Linked DNA regions of Sus scrofa: regions 2 and 3 are each linked to region 1. Evidence: chromatin contacts called from public Hi-C and HiChIP or PLAC-seq data. All regions are on one chromosome and are shown on one strand. Each heading gives the region's core, a stretch centred on a gene start, on an enhancer-like site or on the middle of the called end of the contact. The rest is flanking DNA. Distances are from core to core; before and after follow the strand shown. Region 1 overlaps NME7 (nucleoside diphosphate kinase 7). Region 2 overlaps ATP1B1 (ATPase, Na+/K+ transporting, beta 1 polypeptide). Region 3 holds the start of ATP1B1 (ATPase, Na+/K+ transporting, beta 1 polypeptide).

What was found. A called contact is a pair of places that touch in the nucleus more often than the background predicts. HiChIP or PLAC-seq counts read pairs in DNA pulled down with a chosen protein or histone mark.
Region 2: a contact with region 1 is called in a Hi-C map of skeletal muscle, with 3 times the contacts expected there. The contact joins two enhancer-like sites. A contact is called at or near these places in 4 of 47 Hi-C or Micro-C datasets (epiblast stem cells, fetal heart ventricle, liver and 1 more) and 1 of 2 datasets of contacts at active chromatin or transcription factors (alveolar macrophages).
Region 3: a contact with region 1 is called in an H3K27ac HiChIP or PLAC-seq map of skeletal muscle. The contact joins the promoter of ATP1B1 here to the enhancer-like site in region 1. A contact is called at or near these places in 5 of 47 Hi-C or Micro-C datasets (embryonic fibroblasts, fetal heart ventricle, fetal skeletal muscle and 2 more) and 2 of 2 datasets of contacts at active chromatin or transcription factors (alveolar macrophages and skeletal muscle).

Annotation. Positions count from the first base shown.
Region 1 is chr4:81,652,579-81,656,067 of Sscrofa11.1, forward strand. The region is part of intron 1 of NME7 (nucleoside diphosphate kinase 7); the gene reads left to right. Among named protein-coding and RNA genes, the nearest start is that of NME7, 14 kb to the left of the region's middle. Within about 2 kb of position 2,238, at least 3 of the 83 cell types and tissues checked have an H3K27ac peak or open chromatin away from gene starts, as enhancers often do. A contact at or near this core is called in skeletal muscle, where this site is marked.
Region 2 is chr4:81,918,319-81,921,639 of Sscrofa11.1, forward strand. ATP1B1 (ATPase, Na+/K+ transporting, beta 1 polypeptide) reads right to left here. Exons shown (of 6, transcript NM_001001542.1): 3 at 460-615. Among named protein-coding and RNA genes, the nearest start is that of ATP1B1, 17 kb to the right of the region's middle. Within about 2 kb of position 2,008, at least 8 of the 83 cell types and tissues checked have an H3K27ac peak or open chromatin away from gene starts, as enhancers often do. A contact at or near this core is called in skeletal muscle, where this site is marked.
Region 3 is chr4:81,935,375-81,938,634 of Sscrofa11.1, forward strand. It overlaps ATP1B1 (ATPase, Na+/K+ transporting, beta 1 polypeptide), which reads right to left and starts at 1,641. Exons shown (of 6, transcript NM_001001542.1): 1 at 1,416-1,641. The coding sequence starts at 1,512.

The DNA.
Region 1 (3,489 bases), core at 988-3,487:
AAAGGCAGTGCTGGTAGAGAATGGGCTCCATGGCTTTCAAGGTCCTGCATTGGGAATTTACTTCTGTGATCTGCCTTCTGGCTTCAGAGAGAGGACTCAGTAATGTGCCCAGGGAAGTGAGCTCCTGGAAGAGCAGAATTTATTTGTTATGCTCCTTTGTATTCCCAGACCAAGCCCATGGAGGCCCTCTGAAACATTGTACTTAGGCCTTCCTAATTAATATACTGAGCTGTCATGAGACTGTTCCTGTGTGTTACAGCTAAATTGTCACTTATACAAAGAATAAATTTGTAATGTTAAAGGGAAGATTAAGCCAAAAGAAGCTTAATTTTGGAGAATTTGCAAGGGTAAATTATTGAAATTTGACGACATTAATTCAAGGGTAAGAAAAAAAGATTAAACACACACACATACTGGATTAATCCCATCCTTTTTTTTTTTTTTTTAAATGTCATGAGGAAGATATTCTTGAAATATTTTAACAGGATTTAAAAAATTATTTTTATAAATTGTTGAAAACCCTGTTATGTAATGTATTAGATGTTAAAAAGCAAGTGAACAGAACTCACTGTATTAGTCTTCTTTCATAAGAACTGCTGTTTGAACCCAATAATTTCTTTAGTGGCTAAAAAAATGCTTTAAACTTGCTTGGAATTGGTTAGGGCAGGGATCAAAAAAAATTCAGTTTAAGTCCTTTTTTTATGCAAGGGATAGAGAGAAATGAAATTGTTGTCTTTTCATTAAAACATTTCTTAAAGCCCTGTTGACTGGAGAGGAATATATGAAAAACCAAATTAACTTCTTTATAAATCAGAACGAGAAACCCGTTTTTCTTAATAACTAATATAGTCATTTATTTTATGCCTACTGTAAGTTCTTTTCATATAAGGAAACCATCTCAGGTTGAAAAGACACCCAACGTCAGGGAGTTCCCATTGTAGCTCAGTGGTTAACGAATCCAACTAGGAATCATGGGGTCGCGGGTTCCGACCCTGACCTTGCTCAGCGCGTTGGGGATCTGGCATTGCCGTGAGTTGTGATGTAAGTCACAGATGCAGCTCGGATCTGGCATTGCTGTGGCTGTGGTGTAGGCCAGCGGCTACAGCTCTAATTAGTCCTCTAGCCTGGGAACCTCCATATGCTGTGGATGCGGCCCTAGAAAAGACGCACACACACAAAAAAAATAAAAATAAAAGACACCCAAGGTTATACTGCTGTTAACTGACAGGGTTCTGATTTGAATCTGTTTAGCCTGAAATCCCAGGCTCTTTCTAGCCTACTGAAATTGGGGCCAAGATATTTACTATTTTTTTAAATTTTTAGGAGTAAATTTCTAATTTTTTTTTTTTGTAGTCAGAAGTGAAGACTGTTTACTTCCTTTTGTAAACTCAATTTATAGAGCATATGAGTGATACAAATTTTATTCAAAAAGTCATAATTCATATTTTGACACTGAACTAGGCCCTCTGCAGAATTACCATGATTTAATACATAATTACAGGGCTATGGTTGAGAGGTGTTTGTTAAATGGTTGTGTGGCCTGGATATGCTGAAACCCACATTGAACACTAGGTGGCAGTCCTTCATTGCTGGACACGTTCTTTCAGGCACCATCTCCTTTATGAATATTATTAGTTGCTTATTAATTTTAATCATATTGATGTGGCATATGAATGCTCTTCATCTAGAAAGGACATAGTATCACAGATTATTTCTCATGAAGATGAAGACACATACTTTTCCGTTTCATAAATTAGGAAACTGAAGCCTAGATAATGAAAATGGCCCCCTTTGGGATTAAACTTGAAAATGGTTTTGCAGAATATATTACTCCACCAAAATATCCTTTATTTTATTTAAAGGAAACCTAAAACTACTAAATTAAGATAACCCAGGAGTCACATGAAATAATATAGGTCAAAGTTTTCAAAAGGTAGAATAGATTATTCTAATATACAGCTTTTCAGATAGACTGTGTGATAATCAGTACTTCTAACACTTGATGATATAGTCACGGCTTTATCCACTTTTACAGAAGTACATTCATGCCTACAGCCCCTTGAATCTGCATCTTTTGAGCGTGCACATAGTATTTTCTCCAATGACTGATTCTCAAAGAGTACTCATTCCTTTTCACCTGAGGCTAATGCTAAGAATCAGTAGCCAACCGTAGTTAATGCTGAATACTAATAATAGCAAAGTATCCAGAACTGTGTGTATATTTAGCATCTACAGCATTCAGTATTTGAAGCAGAGGAAAAATGGAACCACTTTGGTTTGCAACTAGGGCCCTACATGCTGCTGTGCATGTTGCACGACACAACTGCAAGTGAACTGCAGATATGCTTATTTATCACATATATATATTTTAATATATGACAGAAAATGTTACAAGGAAAGTCCAACTTTTTTTGATTTGCACAAAAGTACCAGGTCTGCTAAGGAACAGGCTTCTCAGATTTTGACTCACTGGTACTGACACTCAGTACCATTGGCATTTTCCCCAGTGGGAAAAGAGAGAAGAGCACAAGAGAGAGGTGATATAAAAATAACATTCTAAGATGCGTCTAAATTGCTAAAAATGTCAGGGTGGATTTAGGGCCCCACAGTGGAGGTAGACTGCCTCCCCACCATATCTGCTTCTCTACCACTACCTTCAGATCGTATCAGCTATTTTTTTTTTCTTGAATTCATAAGTTCCCCCTCCCCTTTAAAGCTTTATATGTTTTGTCTCTGAAATATTCACCCCAGATTTCTTTGTGACTGACTTCTACTTATTTTGGTTTTACCTTAAATAACATCTCTTCCCAGAGGGCTTTACACTCTATTCTAGTTGAAGGAAGCTCTCTGTCCCTAATCATTAACACATTTACTTATGCATTGTATTGTCTTTATAACATTTATTATTACAGGAATTATACTTTTTTTTTTATGGCTACACCCATGGCATATGGAAGTTCCCAGGCCAGGGATTGAGTCTGAGCCTCAGTGGAGACTACATTGCCTTTGGCACACTGCGCTGGGCAGGGGATTGAAACCAAGCCGCAGGGTGATCTGAGCCACTGCAGTTGAATTCTTAACCCACTGCACCACAGTGTGAACTCCAAAGAATTATACCATTTTTTTAAAGTGCTAGGAGGAGACACAGAAAGTCGTAAGTGAGCTCAGTGTCAACAGGGCCTTGTCTGTTTTGAATATCCTCAGTGTCTGCTGTGGTGCCTGGCAAAGAGAAGGAACTCAATATTTGTTGAAAGAATGGAGAAATAAATAAATTCAGCTTTTTAGGCATTAATAAATTTTTATTTGATACTGGCCACTGGATAAGTTCTGCTTTTTAAGTTTATTTATTCATTCAACAAATATTTAATAATACCATAAATATTTAAATAAATTATTTAAATAAATTGTTTAAAGAAATATTTAACAATAATATGCTATGCATATACCTGGTCCCTTGGGGTATATCCTTGAACAAAACAGACACTAATC
Region 2 (3,321 bases), core at 758-3,257, 270 kb after region 1:
TCATCGATATCAGTGTGGTTACAACTAATCAGGCCAAAGGGTCATTTCAGTAAGAGAAGTCCCTGTGAACTCTTCTGTAGGGACTAGTGGTTGGGGGAGGGATGGTTCAGAAATCTGGACAATACAATATAAGCAACTGTACTTCTCAAAACCGGTGGATCTAACTATGGTCTTTGAGGAGTAGAACCAGAGATATCTGGGAATGTTCAAAAGTAAGACCCCTTTCAAATGCAAATAACAGTAATACTTGAGGCTATACTGTTTGTTTCACTGTATACAAGCCCAACCCAAAAAGTCTTCCTGTTTTTTTTTGTTTTTTTTTTAAAAAAAGGACCCTCTCAATATGGCCAGAGTTCCATCTTTTACTTATTTCAGGCATATCTTTCAATCATTAAATACCAAATAGAAACAGGAAATAAGAATAAACCAACCACAAACATCTAAAATATGTCTACTTACTGCCACAATCTTCAAAAATCATATCATCCTTCTGCGCCAAATCTTTGTACTTCTCCAGGAACCTCACTATGCTTACCACATAGGATTCATAGCTTTGGGGATCATTAGGACGAAAAGAAATTTCAGTCTTTTGGCTCTGAGGAATCTGTGTTAATCCTAGACCAGGGAGAAAGTGAGAAAAACACAGGGAAAATCATTAGTGAGAAGGCAGTCAACCAAGATAATTCAAAAGCAGACTTTCCACACATAAAATGTATTTGGTAATTCCATTTCACTGAAAAGAATAAGGAGACAGTTTGGGGGGTGGGGGGATGTGCTTGGGCTGTGGGATGGAAATCCTGTGAAATCAGATTATGATCATTATACAACTACAGATGTCATAAATTCATTTGAGTAATAAAAAAATATAAAAAAAAGAATAGGTCAAATTCTTATCTCTCTTGTGAAATCCCTTCTCTGGCATTTAGGTTAAGTACGTTAAGTACCAATGACTATGCCTTATTATCATACATCATTTAATTTTCCCAGCAACACTTCATGATAGGCATATCTCTATTTTATGAATGAAAACACTTGCTGCATGGAAAGGTTAAGTACCTGGCCCAAGGTCACAAAGGAAGTGGTGGAACCAGAATTCCAACCCAAGCATGATGTACTTCAAAGCCTGTTATCTTTCTTCCTGTGTGCCCAAGTTAAAAAACAATGCATTGTTAGCCAGCATCTGGAGCAGGTGGCCTTCCCTTCCCTAACTGCACATAAGACTGAAGGTCTTCTTCCATAATCCTTTTAATCAACTGATTTATGACTATACAAACTTTACAACTCAAGCCTACTCAATAGAGACATTTCTCTGGATCTTTTAGCCTAAACTGGAGGACCATGGAATTTATGTGTAGTCACCACTCCTGCTTTCCATTCAAAACCTAGGTGGTTATTCTCAGCAAAAAACCAAAGTATGAGTACCTGGGATTTCTGCTCTTTAACTGACTTTTTAGATTCTTTAATTTCCAAAAAATTCTGCCATTTGCAGGACTGCCTAACAGATATCTGAACAACACTTCACAGCACCATCCAAGACGGTGGGTGGAGATTCCATCACGACGGCATCCTATTCTAGGACTGCCACATAAAATACAAGATGCAGGGTTAAATTTGAATTTTAGATAAACCATGAATAATTTTTTATATAAGTACGTCTCATATAATATTTGGGGCAAACTTACATTAAAAAGTTACTGGCATCCTGTATTTTTATTTGCAAATCTGGCAACCCTATTTGAATCCCCACTCCCAGACCTGCCCTCTTTGTATTGGGGACAAAAGGTGCCTCATCATCACAGCTCTTCAGGGTACCCACATCACTCCCACCTAGGGACTTGTTAAACAAGCAGCCTCCCAAGCTCCATCTGGGATCTGCTAAGTCACAACCTCCAAGGGTGGGACTTGAGAATCTCTGCTTAACAAATACAAGAGATCCTTAAGCACTCTTGGTTTGAGAACCACTGCTTAAGAGAACCAGAACCTGAGTGTGGCAATCCTGATGCAAGTATAAAAATAGTGTCCGAGTTAAAGTGGAAGGGATGATTAGGGTGTGGTAGGCATTTAGCAGCACCATTAGTGAGGCTTGAAAACAGGCTTCAGGAGGGGCTGTGCTAAATGGCCATTTTTTTTTTTTTCTTCTCATCATTAAGGATGGCCTTGAGCTTCTAAAGCAGGTATAATGAGAGAAGCCCAGCTCAGGGCTGAATGGGCAAGTTCTTCCATGCTTACTGTTCACAAGAAAAATGGAAAGGATGGCGATGAAGACCAGGAATGGGAGGGTCTGGAGCTAGGCTGAGTGGGTGCCTGAGACAAACTACGAGTGACATTAGGAATCATCTCAGGGAGTTCCCTCTGTGGCTCAGCAGGTTACAAACCTGACTAGTATCCATGAGGATTCAGGTTCAATCCCTGACCTTGCTCAGTACTTTAAGGATCTGGTGTTGCTGTGAGCTATGGTGGAAACCGAAGACGTGGCTCAGATCCCACATTTCATGGCTGTGGCGCAGGCCAGCATCTGCAGGTCCCATCGACCCTTAGTCTGTGAACTTCCACTGCCATGGTGGTGGCCCTAAAAGGAAAAAAAAAAAAAAAAAAAAGAATCGCCTCAGAAAGGATGATGTAGAACCTAAGGAATTCAAGAGAAAAAGCTGTCAACAGTGATGGAAGTGAGTCAAAGGGGAAGAAGCAGAAAAAAAAAATCTTCAGTTAAAAATAAAAAAAGTTTATTATAATTTAAAATTTTTTAAGCAGTTCCTGCTGTGGCACAGTGGGTTATGTATCCAATTACAGCAGCTCAGGTTGCTGCAGAGGTTTGGGTTCAATTCCCGGGCTGGAGTAGTGGGTTAAAGGATCCAGCATTGCCACAATGCTGTGACTCAGATTCAACCCTGGCCTGGGAACTTCCACATGCCCCAGGCCATTAAAAAAAAAAAAAAAATTTAAAGATGCTCACAATCCACAGAAAATTCTATGACTTAAGCCATTTAAATATACCCTAAATAATGCTTTTCTACATTAAGTTAGAAAATTGGCATCATGAGCATTTATGGTACAAGGAAGCCACATAATGAAGATGACAGATACATGCAAACATAAATAAAGTAAAATAAACAGGGGTGAGTAGAAGCTTCCTTTGGGATTTCCTGCCTGAGCTAGAATGGTAAATAGGGCTGCCACAATGAAATACAGAAAGTCTGGGAGGGAGGCCCATTGCTGGTTTGAACTGTAAACAAGATACTTAAGTCAAGGTGACTTGCCTGGACCCAGACCCCAGGGAAATGCAGAGGTAGGCCCAGAGCCAGAGGTTCGAAAGAACTGAGG
Region 3 (3,260 bases), core at 391-2,890, 280 kb after region 1:
CCACATTAAGAAACACAGAGAGCTATACTTAATGCATGAGAACTATGGCAGTAAGCCCACTGAAGGATGGAGATTTCCCAAAATAAAATAAAATACAAGCTAAAAGCCATCACTTTAAAGACCTACATTTAACATGGCTCAGGGATATCTATTCTTCCCAACATAGGTATGGGATGAGGTTTCACCTTGACTAACCTTGAAGTGTGATGCATTATTAACCCTTCACTTTTTAATCAAGAGACACACTACAGGGTGCATTTTTTTTTCCTCTACAGAAAATCATATATTCTAGCTTCTTCCATTTCAAAATGTCAGCCAAGCAATATTTCCCTGACTCATTCTCCTGCCCATGCTCACAGATCCTCCCAATCAGGAACACCACATCAGCACCTACCCAGGGCTCCCTTAGTGGCTGCAGTGGTGGTGCTAGTGGTGCAGATGATGATGATGGTGATGATGATATTAGAGAAGGGGGGGCAGTGATGCAGGAGGGGGGAGTTCCCTCCCTCTCTCTCTCTCTTCCGCAGTCACGACTCTTACAGATTTGCCTACAACTGCCCTTCAAAATGACCTTTTAAAAAAAGTCACCCTTCCTGTGTAGAGAGGTGGAAGACAAGTAAGCAATATAATTTTCAATGGGGAGGGGGTCTATTTAGCCAAGCAACAGGCTGCCCCAAATCGTATCAGATGACCTGCCTCTGCCTTTGTGCCATTTATTTCACACTAACCCTTCATCGTACCCGGTTCTGCATCTGGCTCTGTAGACACTGACAACAACCCGATTTTGCCATGTTTTGGGGCCAAGGCTCAGAAACGGAGTCCTGACATGGAGCTTCCTGGGTCATTCCTGGGCTGTGATGACTCCACGGCAGTTCACTGGAGGAAACTCTGGGCATCGCTACGAAATACTGCAGTGTGTATGGATTCTGCCATCACTACCGCTCCCCGCACCCCCACCCCACCCCCGCCCGCCGCCGGCCTTTGGAGGTACATATTTAGACTAGAAAAAAAAGGTGCTTTAACACACAACCTCGCCTGCATTCGGTCCGATTACCCTCAGGCTGTTCTTTCAGAGCCTCAAATCTTATTTTTTAGGACCTGACTACAAGAAGAGACATATCTAGTCTCCCACAGCCCGACCATGCCCAGGACCGAAGGGCTCAAGCGATGTCATATAAACTGCAAGTTCCCAAGACCGCTACAATATACGTAACCCTCTGCTTGCCCGCGCCTATCCAGGGATTCTGAATTCCATACAGGACAGCAAGCCCAGGCCCGCGCGATCGTAGCAGTGCTCACCACCCGACCCTCCGCCCTTGCCAGCGCGGAGCGCGCGGTGCGGTCCGCAGAGCCTGCCCGGGGGATGAGCCGAAAGGCAAGGCGCTGGGGGCGAGAGCTGCGAAACCCATACTTACACCAACTGCCACCGGTCCTGCCCAAAAACTCCTTCTTTTCGGAGTTCCAGATGAATTTCTTCCAGCTGCCCTCCTCCTTGGCTTTTCCGCGGGCCATGGTGGCGGGTCAGCAGCTGCTGCGGGGATTGAAGATGGGTGATTGCCGCGTGCGCTCTTGCGTCCTCTCCTGCCGATCAGTGTCCCCTGCCTGGCTCTCCGCAGGCTGCACCCGCCGCTGCCGCTGCGGCTTTCAGAGTGCCAGACGCGCGGTGGAGGAGCAGAGTCAGGAGCGGGAGGAGGGGGAGGCGGCGGCGGCGGGGGCGGAGGGAGGAGGGAGGGACCGCGCAGGCTGGGCGTCTCCGAGCCCCGCACCTATTGGTGGGCGCACGACCGCTCACTGGCCCTCTTTGGTCCGCCACGCGCTCCCCTTGCCCTTGGGGATTCGGGGGCTCCACAAACCCGCAGCTGCCACTCCAGCTGCCACCGAGGACGCGTGCTCGGCCCCCGCCTCCTGTGACCTCTGCAGAGACAGGCAGGGGACAAGGAAAAGTCAAAGGGAAGGACGAACAAATGGACTGCGGGCCCAGGCTACAGCCACCCGCCACGAGCCGAGAAATTGGCTGAGGGCGCACGCCCTACCTTTACTATATACCGCGCCGTGGCGACGGGGCGCCCCGCCCACTAGCGACCCGGCGGGCCAATAGCCGGCGTGGAGGGGGCGGGGCCTGGGGCCCGAGGGGGCGGGCGCGGGGTTGGCACAAAGGAGCTGCGGTAGCGGCGTGAGGGGCGGTCTAGGGAGCCAGGGAGCGGGGGCGCGGGGAGGGGCGGAGAGAACTGTGAGTGGCGAGGCCGCAGCACCTAACAGCCCCCTCCTCGCGTTGGGCTGTGCACGAACCCGCCTTTTCCGTAGTGAGGTGACCCGCACCTGCCTTGCCTGGCGCCCCGCAGACCCTTCGGGACCCCAGCCCGGCTGTCCCGATCCAGTCAGTCCCTCTCGTGCACTCTCAGCCTCTCTTCTCCGCACTTCCACTTCTCCTAGGCCCTAGCTGGGTGGGGGTAGGTCACTCCGGGACGCCTGAGAATCAGGGACTCTGCCCAGCTCCGCCCCGCCTCTCTGCTGCTGCACCTGCCACCCCCTCCGGTCTCCCCGCCACTGCGGTTGCAGTTCCGGCCCGTCCCTCTCCTTCCAGGCCAGCCCAGCCAGCAGCCCTGGCTCCTGACTGCCGGGCTATGCTCCTTGTGGGCGGCCTGAACCACCTCAAGCAGGATAATTGCCAAACCCACCCAGGGCGGCAAGCCGGATCCGGGGTTTGAAAGGGGTAGGAGGTGTTGGAGGCCGACCAGCCGGCCCCCAGTGGGTCGCTCCTTCAGAAACCAGTCGCATTGCCTGGCGGCTCACACCAGTCTAGACCCCGGCGGCGACAATGTTTGCACGTGACCTAGCCACCAATGACTCCCCTTGGCGTCGAATCCCAGGCTGGTGTTCTCAGGGACGGGTTTTCACGCCCCTTGGGTGGGTACCGACCACTTTGTTCTTCTCTAAAAGACCTGGGGCCAAAAAGGATCTGGAAAGCCTAGTATAAATCGCGAGAAGGTGCAGGCAATCCTTGGCATCCTTTATCCCTCCCCCTTCTTTATCCCCTGTGCATCAACAGCCAAACTCCTTGGTTTCATCTCCCTCCGCCAAACCCCTGAGCAGCTTCACACATCCCTCTTGAGGCAGTGACACAGCAGAAATCAGCAGGGGCGCCTCTGCAGTCAATGTACAGAAGCTACATCCCCAGGGAGCTATGTAGCCCATCCCAGAAAAGATTTCCCCTCCCTGTATCCAGACAGACAACGCAAGGGAGGCTTGTCAGGGTTTCC